Linked DNA regions of Zea mays: all the other regions are linked to region 3. Evidence: chromatin contacts called from public Hi-C data. All regions are on one chromosome and are shown on one strand. The core of a region is the stretch at or near the end of the contact, and the rest is flanking DNA. Distances in the headings are between cores, read along the strand shown. Region 1 holds the start of LOC100282984. Region 2 holds the start of LOC100191199 (putative serine/threonine protein phosphatase superfamily protein). Region 3 holds the start of LOC107282093 (Caffeoyl-CoA O-methyltransferase1). Region 4 holds the start of LOC103629531 (ethylene-responsive transcription factor RAP2-9). Region 5 holds the start of LOC541954 (enhancer of zeste 1).

Region 1 (2,801 bases), core at 140-2,639, 380 kb after region 3:
GTCCATTGTTTAAGACCTGGGGAACTGGAGATATAAAACAGATATTCGTTTATGATTCCATCAGATCTCATTATTAATTAGTTTATGATTCTGCAGATATAAAACAGACATTGGTTTCATTTTCAGAGGAACTGGAAAATGTTGGCACAAAGAAACCAGTCTGTTATTATACAGTAAAAAGAGCATCAACTGAACTTATACAATTCGAAGTCATGAACCAATCTATACTCCAACTAGAGCTTAACAAGCTACCGCAAAATTAGCCCCCCCGGGTTCACCACTTACTCGCAACCGCAATATCTGAGCAACAAAACCAAAATCACACCCACACCCAGCTTGCAATTGTAAAATCCCAATCTGCATTGCTGTCTTGTTCCTCATTAGTGTCCAACATATCACTGTCCAACTGAGCCACCAATCAATTGGATGGTGATGTAACCCATCTCGCCTACCGCTGGAACCGTGGGACATCAGACATGAGTCAAATTTAGTAACTAGCGGTCAATTACTCGGTTTAGGGATTAGATAGGAAACAACCAAACAGAGAGGAAGAGGAACGACTATTATCCCATAAACTGAAGAAGAAGAAGAAGTGAACTGAGGTTGCTCAGACTCCAATTTAGGGGTGGACGTGGAACTAATTGTGTATACCTTGACGATGACCTCGGGCTCGTACGGCCGGGCGGCGCCCCAGATGATGAGGCAGAAGACGGTGAAGAGGAGGACGAAGGTGAGGAAGCCGAGTATGATCTGGCAGCGGCGGGAGAGGCCGCTATCGCCGGCGAGGTCCTCGTACGGGCCCTCCTCCTCGATGACGTTGCACTCGGGCCACCCCTTGTCGTTGAGCACCTTGCGGTCCCCGGCGGCGCCCTTGCGGAGGTTGCCGGAGAAGCGGCTGACGGAGGAGGAGCGGGAGTGGCGGCCGTAGGAGGGGTGCGACGGCGACTCGTTGGGGCTGTTGTAGACCGGCGTGGGCTGCATCGACGAGGACTTGTAGCCGCCGTCGTGCGACTCCCGCGACGGGCTCTGCACGTAGTAGCCGCCGTTGCCGGCGGCGCCGCCGCCCCGCTTCGGCGACCGAGGCGGCGACGACGCCGCCAGGCTCGTCACGTCCGACTCCGACTTGGCGTGCATCATGTCCGTCCGCTTCCCTCCCACGGTTCCTTCCCTAGCCAAACCAAAACCAAAACCAACAGCAGCACACACGATCAGAGGCAGAACAGCGCCGGCACACGCGGTTTTGGCAGGGGTTGTCCGATCCGATCCAAACACACACGGCTCAGTCGGAAATGGAATGCCTCCGTCGTTCTACACGCACCTGCGCGAAGCGGGCGCGTGTACGAGCGAGCGAGCGAGCAGCGTGAGTGCTAAGTGGTGGACGTGGACTTGGGGCGCAGGGGCAGGGGAGGTGGAGCAGAGGCACAGGCACAGAACTCGCGCTCCTGGGCCTGGATGGCTGGCTGGACAGTGGACACCGCACTGGCAGGCGGCCGCACTAAAAGAGGTGGAGGCGGAGAGCGAGCAGTGACGCACGGAAAGGCCAGGGAACTTCCCTTGGGATCCGCTGCGGCGGGAGACACCGTGGCCAGTAGGGAGCGAAGGCCGCGTGGTGGTGGGACACGGAGCGGGATGGAGCACGGGCACGGCAGCGGGGTGCCGGGTACGTGGGCGACTGGACACTGGAGTGTCGGCAGCGAGTGGGGACGGTGGAGAGGAATGTGTGTGTGGCGCAGGCCACAGGCACAGGGGACCCATGTCTCTCGTCTTGGAGTTTGAGATCGCATTTTTGAAAAGATTTTTGTACGAAAATTTGTTGAATCCCGGGCATGTTTGTCGAATGAGTGCTGCTGGCACGTTGGATTGGATGACTTCTTTCGCTCACTTGCTGTCAAACGGTTTGTGTCGTACGCTCGTCCGGCAGGGTACTAACTACTAATGCCGAGCACGGTTGTCCTGAGCTTTGCAACTCTGTAGGAGGCCTGGTACATCACCCAAAGCACCAAAGTGTCGATTGCCATTCGTTTACACGTAGTAGCTAGTTCATTAACGTCTCATCTTCAATTTTAAACTTTACTTTTATGAAGATTATAAAAAAACATCCCGAGCTCTCTGGAAGACGCGCATCAAAAGTCCAGAGAGAACTGTCATTAACAAGACCTTACAGATCTCTTAATACATCCTTCATTTAGTTGCCCTTATATGTATGAGGGCTAAGTAGCCGTCTTTACGGTCTTGGCGTTTCTGTCAAGTAACGAACGAACATTTCTACACGGATGATTGGCCTGGCCCAGTCAATCAGGCATGGATCCGGACTGGACGGATGGGATTCCTTCTGGTAAAGCTAGCCCATCGGCGTGTGTCGGTCGTGTCAGCTTGTGACTTTGTCGATGGATGCCGTTTTCTTTCTTTCTTTCTTTTCTTTTCGAGCTTTGTCGAGCGTCTTTAATATTAAATCCTCCCTTATGTGATTGCGACTGCCCGCCTCCACAGTCCACACCATTTAAAACGTACTGGATCTTTGCAGAAAGGAGAACAGCACCGACAAAAAAACGCTATATATATTAGAGAAAGTTTACAATAAAACGTTTGTTTGGTTGGTTAGTTGAGAGGAAAACTAACACAAACGTTTCTTTCTTTTCTGTGTTGCGTATTATTCGTTCATCACACCGTCGAAATCCTCTGCAGCCTGTACAAGAGGGGAAAACTAACACAAACCCAAGCATTCAAGCAAGATGTGGACAAAACACAATCGCACATTGACTTTTGGTGGTGCTGAGTCTATTTAACCTCTCTTTGCACCC
Region 2 (2,856 bases), core at 231-2,730, 370 kb after region 3:
ATAAGTGCGATGTGTTAATGTGTATGTAATGGTGTATGTTTATGTAATGGTGCATGTTTATTTATTGGTGTATGTTTTCTCTTTGTATGGCAACATACGACGTTATTAGAAGCTGATTTTGTGGTAGAGGATTCGAATACGTTCGAGGACGACCCGCAAGACGCTTTTGAGCAAGGCAAGTGGATTCTCCCTCTGCATATTCTTGTTGTACCCACTCATTGCATATAATAAAGTTTACTTTTTGATATACTGCATAATTTGATGGGTTTTACCTAATTAAGGATTTCCTAGATTTACCAACTGTATTCCTTGTTTACCCTGAGAAATTATTAAGCTTTGCAAATTTGTGCTACCGCTCAACTTAATGATTTTAATGTCACTCATTAATTGGTATAATGTTCCAAAATTGAAATTGGCAATTATGACATTAACCCGATGGTTAACGCAACATTATTTCAAATTAATTGGAACATGGAGCGGCCACCCAGGATAACAGTGCAACCACGAGTGCTATCATGGCTCTGGCTTTGGTAATTAGCTTTATATGCTTAGTACCTAGCAACCTTACCTGAAATATGGGCAAGAGGGGGTGCGGTAGGTGTTGGCAGCCCACGTTAACATGAGGATGTATTCTTGGCTAAGGTACCTCACTCAGGGGGCCACCACCATCGTCTTTAGAAACCTTAGTGGGTTGCTTCGTATTAAGTGTATTTTGTGAAAGCCTCATAATGGATCCCTAGCCATTCACCTCGGCAGTGTTTAAGGGTCCGATCAACCCGGGCTAGATGGGATGCATGGCTTGTGGGTAAAGTTGTACCACCTCTGCAGAGTGTAAAACTGATATATCAGCCGTGCTCCCGGTTATGAGCGACCTGGACTCCTCACATGATAATTGAACTTGAAGATGGAATTAAATTGAAATCCGATGATCTGCCAATGATTTGCTTAAGTGATTTCACTTAAGTGTTTTTGTTATATTCATATTCCTTTGATTAAATGAGATACTTGTGATTCACACTTATTAGTAAGACAAATGTTGTTAATAAAATATTGACCAGCTAAAATGCTTACTGCTCAACCTTGGCCTCATCTTGTTATACCTGCATTAATTTTTTCCCCACTTGCTGAGCTCTGACCATAATTGAGCTCACCCTTGCTAATATTTTGATCAAAGGGTGATGCTGGAGACTTTGATGGAGATTTTGACGACAATGAATTCTAAGTCTAACGATACGCCGGTCATCTTCCTGTGGGAGATTGTCCCTGTTATTTAAATTTCGCTTTACTTTGATGTGATACTTGTTAAAGATACAATGTTTCAGATAATGTAATAAAGTATTCTAATCTCTTTACACCTTTATTACATTGTCTTTTGATATATTACACTTGTGACGTCAATATATGTGTAAAATGGATCATGACACATATGTATGCCCTCGTTATACCCCTAGAACCGGCTGTGACAAGACTTCCAGGCTTCCAGCCATCCCTTCTACGCTCTCCCCGTTCCCGTGTCGTCCTCCCGACAAAGAGGGAGCCGCTAGGGTTTAGCGGCTTCCGCGTCTGGGCGAGGGCTTACCCGCGAGGGACGGCGCGACGCGGCGGCACTTGAGCTAGGGTTTAACCCTCCGATCCCGTTCCTTTCCCGGCGAGGCGATGGACGAGGCGGCGATTGACGACTTGATCCGGCGGCTCCTCGAGGCCCGCGGCGGGCGCACCCCGCGCAACGCGCAGGTGACTGACGCCGAGATCCGGCGCCTCTGCGCCACCGCCAAGGACGTTTTCCTCTCCCAGCCCAACCTCCTGGAGCTCGAGGCCCCCATTAAGATATGCGGTAAGAGCTCCCTCCCGACAACCCTGGTATGCGACTAAGCGTGCTAGCCTGTTAGGTCTGCTAGCCTGTTAGGCTGATATTTACCATATTTTCTCTCTATCCTTAGTGTAGTCTGTTAAAAATCATTGGGAGAACTGCAAGAACACATCTCTAGTCATTTTGGAATTTGAAATTTGGAGTCTGCCATACAATTTATTTATTTATAGCATTTACATCCAGAAGAGCCTGCTCCTCGCTGTGGCATTCTGGTCTCTGTCTACAAAGTTCATTATAACAAAAGCAAGTTGGACATATGTTATATATTGTCATATTTTCATATGACATTATATCATGCTAAACTGCTCAAGGTTGCAGATTAGAGAGAAAAGTGAGCTTGAGTGGCAGGAAAAAGTATTCTTTGAAACTTTAATCACTAACTTGCAGGCTAGTATGTTGGTGGTTATCTCATGAGCATTTTGTGGTTGCCCAATAAAAGTAAAGTGGCGAAGAAAATACATATCAGGGAGACTGATTCGAAGGAAAAAAATTTGTGGTAGTGTGAATAACTTAATTTGTTGTGTTCACATAGTTTGTCTATTTTTATTGGTCACATAGAGGAACTATCCCTTGACACAGATAACCATGACATATTGTGTAGATCTATACTTTCTGCAGCGTAGCATCCTTTCATAACACAATTGCTAAAAATGGCTTACCTTGCCAAGTCAACAAGTATTCATAATGTTTGGTTCAAGATGAAATTGTGTGAGTGCTATGCTATTTACCCTCTGTACTAGACATAAATGTGTCGAAACTCAATGGGAGGGTCATCACCCCTAGTCAGTAATCATGTTGCATGTTTAATATTTGCCAACCATGTGGAACTATTTTGTCTTGTGAAACTTGTGCTAAGTTCTGTTAACACCATACTGCAAATATTATATTTGGTTTCTTTGTTGGGGCAGCTGAGGCTTGCTGTCCAAAGGACATTCTTTCTAATTTCATTTTGCTATTTGAATTTTCTTTCATCTAGTTTATGGTGG
Region 3 (2,733 bases), core at 66-2,565:
GCGCCGTCGGTGGCGGTGGTGGGGCAGGCCAGGCCAGGCCATGTTTTCACTTGACGCGGCGGCAGAGGGTGACGCCGTCGCCGACGGGGAGCTGGCAGATCTCGACGCGGTCGTCGGCGGCGAGCGCCTTGTTGAGGACGAGCACGAAGTCGCGGTAGAAGCGGATGTACTTGCGCATGGGCGCGTCGTCGGGGAGCACGACGGAGCCGTTCCACAGCGTGTTGTCGTAGCCGATGAGGCCGCCCAGCTTCACCAGCTTCAGCAGCCGCTCGTGGTAGTTGAGGTAGTTGTCCTTGTCGGCGTCCACGAAGACGAAGTCGAACGACCCGTGGTTCTTCTCCTGCGCAGATGCAGACAGACACGGGTCCGAGATGTCATGTCAACTTCTACTCGATCGATATAGGCGAAGAAGCACAGATCTGGCGGCCTGGCCATTTCGTACCTCCGCGATGAGGTCGTCGAGGACGGGGAGCGCGGGACCCTCGCGGAAGTCGATCTTGTGGGCGACGCCGGCCTTCTCGATGCAGGGCAGGCCCAGCTCGTAGTTCTCGCGGTTGATGTCCATGGCCAAGATCTGCGGGGCGGGACGAACAACAAAGAGAGGGAGAGAGAAATCCTTGGTTTATCAGTGGGAGGACCGCTAGCTGCTTCGCCTTCAGGGAGGTGGGGTGGCAGATCTGAGAAAAGGGAGGGAACAACGACGGACCGTGCCGTCCTCCGGGAGGGCGAGCGCCGTGGCGAGGAGGGAGTAGCCGGTGTAGACGCCGATCTCCATGGTCTTCTTGGCGCCGATGAGCTTGATGAGCATGTTCAGGAACTGCCCCTCGTCGGCGGAGGTCGTCATCAGGTTCCTGCACGCCATTTTTTCAGATCTCGATCTGTCCAGCAGCTAGGTCGCCGCCGAGAGATCGGCCCGGGAAAGCGGAACATACCATGGGTGCTTGGCGGTGATCTCGCGGAGCTCCTTCATGCTCTCCGGCTCCCGCGGGTACACGCTCGTGTCCAGGATGTACTGGTGGAAGTGATTCTTCCCCCGGTCAGATTCGAGTCACGGAAGATAAGATCTAGAGCGCGAGGCCGGAAATGGGCAGGCAGGATCGGAGTGTTTACCTGGTAGAGGTCGTCGCTCTTGAGCAGGCTCTTGTGGCCGACCTCGGAGTGCCGCGTCTTCTGCTCGCCGTTGCCGTTGGCCTGCTGCTCCTGCGCCGGCGCCGCCTCGGTCGCCGTGGTGGCCATTGCGTGCAGTGTAGTTAGCTGAACGAACGAGTCCCTCCTGGAGATCTGGGGTGCGGCAATAGAACTAGCTAGCGCGTCGGGTACTCGGGTATTGCTGGATTGACCGACCTTGCCTGCCGGGGCGGCTTATATAACGCGCGGCGGCAAGGCGAAGGCGAAGATGAGCCATGTGAGAGCTTGGCATCCACTGCCAAGTAGGCCAACGCGACGGCCAATGTGACGCTACTCAAATATGGCCAACGTGAAGGTGAAGAAGCAGTCGGTCGTGCGAGCGACGGGGTCCGGGCCCGGCGCGTCAGCGGACGGACACGGTCGGTGTGGGTGTGGCCCTGTGGGTTGGTTGGTGTGGTTAGGCTTGCCGGACCCGGGCATAGGTGCGCCGTGCCAGTGCGCAGCGGTAGGCTGGCCACTGGTCTGATGACCTGATCCGTGCGTTTGGTGAAGAGGCCTTCAGCCTCCCGTTCCCGTTTGCCCGGTGGCCATGGTGCCCAGCGAGCGTGGCCGTGGTTGACGAGTGTGGGGAGAGGGGTTGGTGGGTGTGGATTGTGGGAAGAACAGCGCGCGCGGCTGACTCTGACCGACCTGGCAGAGTGCTGGGCCCTGCCCGGCCGCGGCGGGTTGCTTCCTACGGAGACCAAACCGGCCACCGGGGACGTGTTGTTGGTGGCCAATTGGTGCCTGCCGCGGCTCGCTGGGGACGGACCCACCCACCAACCCACTCTTGCTTTCCGATTTCCGTGCATCAATCATCATCCGTCCGGTTGTTCGGGTCGTGGGAAATCTCTCCTATAATAAAACCAGTTTCCATCTAAAAAATATTTTTTTCTTTTATATTTATTAGTTAATCTGTGCTGACTAGAGTTAAAAGTCACACTATGCCGCATGGGCACGGTTTAGTCCATTTTTAGGCCTAACACGACATAGAATAATTTTAGATTAGGACATACCGTGCTCAAATATCAAAAGTTAGGTAGGGTCCACCTTAAAGCATGGTAGACCGATGTTCTTGCCGTACCGGCCCAACCATGATATAAGGCACATCACAACACTCAAGATTTCCGTACCACGGAGAAGCTCATCAATAGGAACTCAGAACAAGCAACCATTAACTCAACTAGAGCAAGTAACCCTTTTTCCCAACTAAGTAATTTATCCTTTTTCTTCAGCTGATTGAAACTCTCTTGACAAGCATGTGTCCACTTGAACTCTTTTCACTTCTCCAATAGTGTGGTCATAGGCTTGGCTATCTTGGAGAATCCCTCAATAAAACGCCGGTAATAACCCGCGAGTCCTAGAAAACTCTGGATTTCAGTGACTGAGCTCGGTATCTTCCATCCTATTATCTCCCTCACTTTAGCCGGATCCACTGATATTCCACCATTGGAGATAATATGCCCAAGGAATGGTACCTCATCAAGCCAGAACTCACACCTGCTGAACTTAGCATAGAATTGATTATCTCTTAACTTCTGCAACACTAACCACAAATGCTCCTCA
Region 4 (2,700 bases), core at 12-2,511, 370 kb before region 3:
TGTTTTTGGTGCTAGTCTACTTCGATGTGGGCTTATTACTCTTCCCCCAGTGCTGAATACAGACTCAGATGCAACAGTTGTGACTGGAATTGCCATGATATCTCGAGCAATCTTTCTCAAAGTGGGGTACTTGATCCCTGCATATTGCCACCAATTAATTATGTCTAGCTCTTGAGTTCTTGGCAGTGTTGGCTCCTCCAAATATAAATCCAACTCAGTGCGCACAAAAGATGAACAATCAGGTTCTTCCGACAAGAATTTATCAAAGATTCCAAACATCAAGTCATCTCCTTCGTTGGGGGCCCTACAGCCCCTACTAGATGCACCTACAGCATCTGTTGTTGCCATGCCCTCCATAGATTCTTGATATTCTAACACCAACTCATACAACAAATTTTTGACTCTACACACTTCATCGTCTGTAGTTGGACTTTCTTCCCCATAAATGGTGCTATAAAAAGCTTTCATGAACTTCAATTTGTACCTAGGATCTAAAACAGTGGCTACTTCCATAAGCCCATGTACATCTGTCCAATACTTCTTAAACTTATCTTTCATCAAGACAGACATCTCTTCTACCTTTGGAATGGCACTAGTTCTCCATTTATCAATGGCCAAATAAATTCCACAAATTTTGGGGAAAAAAAGATTAGCTGTTACATAACTAGTGCCTGACAATAGCTCAGTTGCATCAAAAAATATTTTCAGCCTACCACAAAGCTCCCTAGCAAACTCCCAATCATCTGTTGTTGGCTTAAAATGAGCACAAAGCTTCTCTTTACTTGCAAGTCGATCAAAAACTGATTGGTATTCTAATGCAATGCTAAGCATAACGTAGGTTGAATTCCATCTTGTCTTACAATCTAGAGTTATCCTTCTACCATATTTAATATTCATTTGATTTGCTGTCCGTTCAAAACGTTCATGCCTTTTTGGCGTGGCACACCAAAACCCAACACTATCACGTATTCTTTCAACACCCTTTTCCATAACAGTCATGCCATCTTTCACGATGAGATGACCACGCAAGTGATTAGTACCGGCTCTACTATCTCCAACTAGTAGCTTTTTACACCAAGTGCATTCAGCTTTCATTTTACCCCCAACTGTTACTTGTTCAAATTCAAGCCACACATCAGATTTCAGCTTCCTTTTGCATCCAACTTGTACATTATCATCATCATCATTTACGACCACATGTTCTGTACCTTCTGATGGTGGAGCTTGAACACTTGAAGATGGCATTTCATTTGCAGCAGCACTCGTCGGTGTAGCTGCACTTGAGGAACCTCCTGCAACCACAGCACTGCTCTTTGTGGGAACTTGACGACTGCTCCTGCTCGGCCTCGAAGCACCTTGGTCAGACATCAGACTCTGCAATTTACAAATTAGAGCTGCTCAAGTCAAGCTGTGCAAGGGCCAAGGGACATGCTCACGGCTCACCTCACCTACAAGGATAGGAACCTCGTACGTGGTGGGAGCAGGCTGCGCCGCTGGCCGCTGCAGTCGGACTCCGGTGGTCCTGGGGAGTGCCGGAGTGGGGAGTGCCGGTCCTAGATAGTGGAGACTTGGACTCCTGGCTTGGCCTCGGACGCTCGGTGGCTCCTAGGGATGCGTCCTCCTCCGGTGGTCCTGGGGATCCGGCAGGAGCAGGATGCGGCGGCCCTGGGGATGCGTCCTCCGGTGGTGGTGACGGCGGAGGGGGTGGCCGGGGTGGGGCGGGCAGCGGCGGGCGGATCTATCGTGGCCGCGGCCGCCTGGAGCCCTGGACGCCTGGTGCAGTGGTGCTAGCCTGCTAATCTGCTATGGCGGCCGGTTGGGGACTTGGGGTTGAGGGATTTGGGTTTTTCTCAGGGCCCACTGGAATACAAACTGGATGCGCACGGGACTTGGGCGGGTGGCCGGCTGCAACTCTGCGCTTCGGGCGTAGCTCCGGGTTCCGGGTGACCCGCGGGCGAAAATCAAAACCCGCACCCGCACCCGTAATGCTTCGGGTCGGGTTTGGGTCTAACCCGTGGGTGGATTTTTACACCCGAACCCGAACCTGACGGGTGCAAAACCCGACGGGGCCCGAACCCGCGGGTGAAATTGCCATCCCTACCTCGTGGGCGCTGCTTGGCTTGCTACTGGTCTGCGTGTATCTCTTCTCTTTCCCTCTTTCTCTTGCGCCTATGAGCGGTGGGGGTATATAAATAGTTGGGATTAGGCGAACGGCCAGGTGGGGATTAGGCGTGGGGGCGTGACTGGGTGGGTGGGATGGCGATTAGGGCGTGTGCGTGGCGGGATTTTTCGCGGGCGCGAGTCGGTGCGCACGGCTGTGGGCTGCCTGGTGTGTGGCGACAGGGACGGCCGGCGCTTGCGCGCTGTGAGTGTGTGACGGTGACTATGAGCTTATCGCCAGGGAGTTTTTAGCAGAGTAAACTAGTCGCTCGTTAGGTTTTGGTGTGACAGGTGCGGTCATTAGTGCGCTCGATATAATTGATGGTCGGTGCGCACTGGGAACGCCGTGATGCAACATGGAATCTTGATATGGCACGCTCAGTTCTGTCTGAACGCCGCAAAAGCTACGAGGGGTGGACATGTACAGGTACAGCGACAAACGATGGCAACGCAAGTAGGCGTCGATGCCAGCTTTACGTTACGTGCACGGTGCACCGCATCTGGCTGGCCCCGCCGCGGCGGCGGCGGCGGTAACGAGTG
Region 5 (2,700 bases), core at 56-2,555, 280 kb before region 3:
TTCCTTTATTTTTTCTGTGCCCAAAGGGGGCTAAAACTTGATAATAAACATAACAATTGTATTGCATTGTGTCGAGGTCTCGAATGCATAGTCAACTAAATATACAAACACGACGATATTTAATTTTAATTGACATAGTGTATGTCATTTAAAGTTTTGAATCTGAATTTTTGTTAATACCAAACTAAATTGTTCTAGTTGATCCTTGTTTACATATTGTTTTGTTAGAACTGTAAAACTATAGCTGAGTGCTAATGCGCTTCAACATGCCGTGGTTGATGGTTTATTAACTGGATAGACATCTATGATCATAGATGGCTTGGTTTTGACTTTTGATGGGACCGCTTTAAGGAATTATGGGCCTGTTTGAGACAACTTTTTTGGAAGAACTTTTCTGAGAATATGAATTCTTGGATAATATAGCTGTCACGAGAATCTAGATATCACGAGGCTTCTATGCAGAGCAAGATAAAGGGGCATGCACAATTTAGGGTTTAAGAAGCCATAGATTCCTTGCGTCGCAACGACTCGATAAATTCTACATTTACGCGTTGAATCAAGCGATTTTCACACATAAAAATGATTCTCACATAAACGGACTGAGAAAAGACGACTAGAATTCAACCAGAAGCCAAAACAAACAAGGACCATGTTATGTTATGCTACGTTTTTTTTTGAAAATGCTCTCGGATTATCGTTTGACAGCTTCAAGGACAAATGCACAGAGACCGGGATTGTTTTATCTCGAGGTTATAATAAAATTTCCTTGTATTCGATATTTTATGCTGACGGAGGAACAAGCAACATAGGCCATACGGTAACTATTTGGGAACAGAAAAGACGAGCACACTGGTTTTTCCTACCATAAATAAAAACCATAATAACGCTCACACGTACCGATAACCCGCCGCGGCGCACCGTTTGTTATCTGACGCAGCCACGCCACGCGCGTTCCCTTTTAACACCACGTTCCCACGAAGAACCTACTTGAACCCACTGACATCCGGTCCCACTCTATGGCGGTCCAACAGATCAGTGACCATAGATAAGCCAAAGTCTAGTGTGACCCCTCACCACGGCTGCTGGCGCCACGAGATGACCACAGGTAACCGGTAGGCAGCCAGCCCGCTGCCAGCCTCACCCCACACTCCCACAGGCCACAAGGTCACGAGCCGCTCATTTCAAAACAAAAACGCCTCTCTCACCCTCCTCCGCAGCCCCGCTTCACCTCTCTCCCTCCCCCTCTTCTCCCCCCACCCCTCCCTCCCCCACCAAATCCTCGTTCATTTTTTTCCAAGCGACTTCGCGTGTGAGGGCGGGAGAGCGCGCGGGGCTAGGGTTTCCACGGGTGATGGAAGCAGAGGCTGCCGCGGCGGTAGTGGCGTCGTCCGCATCTGCCTCGGCTTCCGCGGGCCGGTCTCGCCCATCTAGCAGCGCCGCCCAGGTTCGCCTCTCCCCTCCCGCGGTGCTGAGGTTCCGCGTGCGCGGTCGGCGTGTGGTTCTTGTCTTAGGTCGAGGGGGCAATGTCGATCGGATTTGGTGGTCGATGTGGCGGCGATCGGTCGGTTCGGAGTAATTTGAGCAGAGATCTGGTGGCGTCTGTGGGGGTGTCGAGTTGCAGGCGCCGGATTTCGATGCGGAGCTTTGGCTAGCTGCTTTGTTTGTGCTGCTGCGCGTGCGCGCTCCTTTACTGAGGTGTCTGTTTTTGTGGCGGCGGTAGGTGGGGTTGCCGCGGTGTTTTTTTTCCAGGGGGCGACCTGGTTTCGTTTCTGGTTGTTTTCAGAGACGGGACAGTGGACTGGTCAACAGTAGACTGCATTCCATAAAAAAGTTGATGGAATCGGAATAACTACTGTACTTTCAGCCTGGAGCTGGACTCCGAATCTTTTCTGTGAGGTTGTATTGTATCATCTTTTCCAGTGACTTCTATATTGAATTCAGGGAATGTAGCTTCACAGGCTACATCCCTGCTTCGGATTGATTTGCTTTTGAACTCCGAAGAGCTGGACTATATTTTATGGACTTATTCCATTTTCCCGTGGAAGGGATTTCTAGGGGTGCAACCATTGTATACCGTGCGGAGATACTTAACCAGCACAATAAGGAACACTGTAAAAGGAATTGTTTTCATGTTCTTAAACGTTATTTTCTCTACTGTAATATCTTACTCATATCAGAATGCAGAACTAAGTAAGTATTTTTTTTTTGCATATGATTTCATGTAAACAGTGTGCTCATGTAAGATGATGTGAATGTGGATAACCGCTGGCATTATACAAGAATGAAGTTAGTCATGTTTAACTGTTATATGTAAACCTTTGATCTTGAATCGAAACATTCTTGGACTCAAGGAGTAGTATATTTTAAATGCCATTGCCTAAGTTTTGCTCATCTGTTGAATGAATCAAATCAATATGATATATAACTCAGGGATTTCATGTGTATGTGTTCCCTTAAAATGTTTGTTTTTATGCAGTCCATTTGTTTTTTTCCTAGCCTTATCTGCGTCTTGCATGCAAAACAGTCAAGAATAACGTTAGAATTGAGTATCCATTTTTCTCTTGTGAGCTATTTTTATTAATAATATTGGAGCTGTGCAGTGTGCACACAGAGAACCAATCGTTGGGTTCTGATAGTGATATTGATTTTGACCCAGAGCTGTTTGCCATTCAATCATATCAGCTGGCATGTGGATTTGTA

Evidence for each region. Hi-C and Micro-C count contacts between places; a contact is called where the count stands out from the background.
Region 1: a Hi-C map of endosperm shows a contact between it and region 3, with 2.4 times the contacts expected there. The contact joins the promoter of LOC100282984 here to the promoter of LOC107282093 in region 3. A contact is called at or near these places in 3 of 25 Hi-C or Micro-C datasets (bundle sheath, endosperm and leaf) and 1 of 3 datasets of contacts at active chromatin or transcription factors (leaf).
Region 2: a Hi-C map of ear shows a contact between it and region 3, with 2.6 times the contacts expected there. The contact joins the promoter of LOC100191199 here to the promoter of LOC107282093 in region 3. A contact is called at or near these places in 5 of 25 Hi-C or Micro-C datasets (ear, leaf and tassel) and 1 of 3 datasets of contacts at active chromatin or transcription factors (leaf).
Region 4: a Hi-C map of bundle sheath shows a contact between it and region 3, with 4 times the contacts expected there. The contact joins the promoter of LOC103629531 here to the promoter of LOC107282093 in region 3. A contact is called at or near these places in 2 of 25 Hi-C or Micro-C datasets (bundle sheath and endosperm).
Region 5: a contact with region 3 is called in a Hi-C map of leaf, with 3 times the contacts expected there. The contact joins the promoter of LOC541954 here to the promoter of LOC107282093 in region 3. A contact is called at or near these places in 7 of 25 Hi-C or Micro-C datasets (bundle sheath, ear, endosperm and 2 more).

Annotation. Positions count from the first base shown.
Region 1 is chr6:88,363,289-88,366,089 of Zm-B73-REFERENCE-NAM-5.0, reverse strand. LOC100282984 reads right to left here and starts at 1,389. Exons shown (of 4, transcript NM_001155888.1): 1 at 1,319-1,389; 2 at 652-1,168. The coding sequence starts at 1,137.
Region 2 is chr6:88,380,732-88,383,587 of Zm-B73-REFERENCE-NAM-5.0, reverse strand. It overlaps LOC100191199 (putative serine/threonine protein phosphatase superfamily protein), which reads left to right and starts at 1,480. Exons shown (of 3, transcript NM_001136634.1): 1 at 1,480-1,834. The coding sequence starts at 1,657.
Region 3 is chr6:88,747,170-88,749,902 of Zm-B73-REFERENCE-NAM-5.0, reverse strand. It overlaps LOC107282093 (Caffeoyl-CoA O-methyltransferase1), which reads right to left and starts at 1,315. Exons shown (of 5, transcript NM_001320647.1): 1 at 1,111-1,315; 2 at 933-1,012; 3 at 707-851; 4 at 443-574; 5 at 1-340. The coding sequence starts at 1,236. The coding sequence ends at 47.
Region 4 is chr6:89,114,282-89,116,981 of Zm-B73-REFERENCE-NAM-5.0, reverse strand. It overlaps LOC103629531 (ethylene-responsive transcription factor RAP2-9), which reads right to left and starts at 1,261. Exons shown (of 3, transcript XM_008650628.4): 1 at 1-1,261. LOC118472198 (a long non-coding RNA gene) reads left to right here. Exons shown (of 2, transcript XR_004850207.1): 2 at 1,257-2,700.
Region 5 is chr6:89,027,845-89,030,544 of Zm-B73-REFERENCE-NAM-5.0, reverse strand. LOC541954 (enhancer of zeste 1) reads left to right here and starts at 1,305. Exons shown (of 16, transcript NM_001111608.2): 1 at 1,305-1,444. The coding sequence starts at 1,352.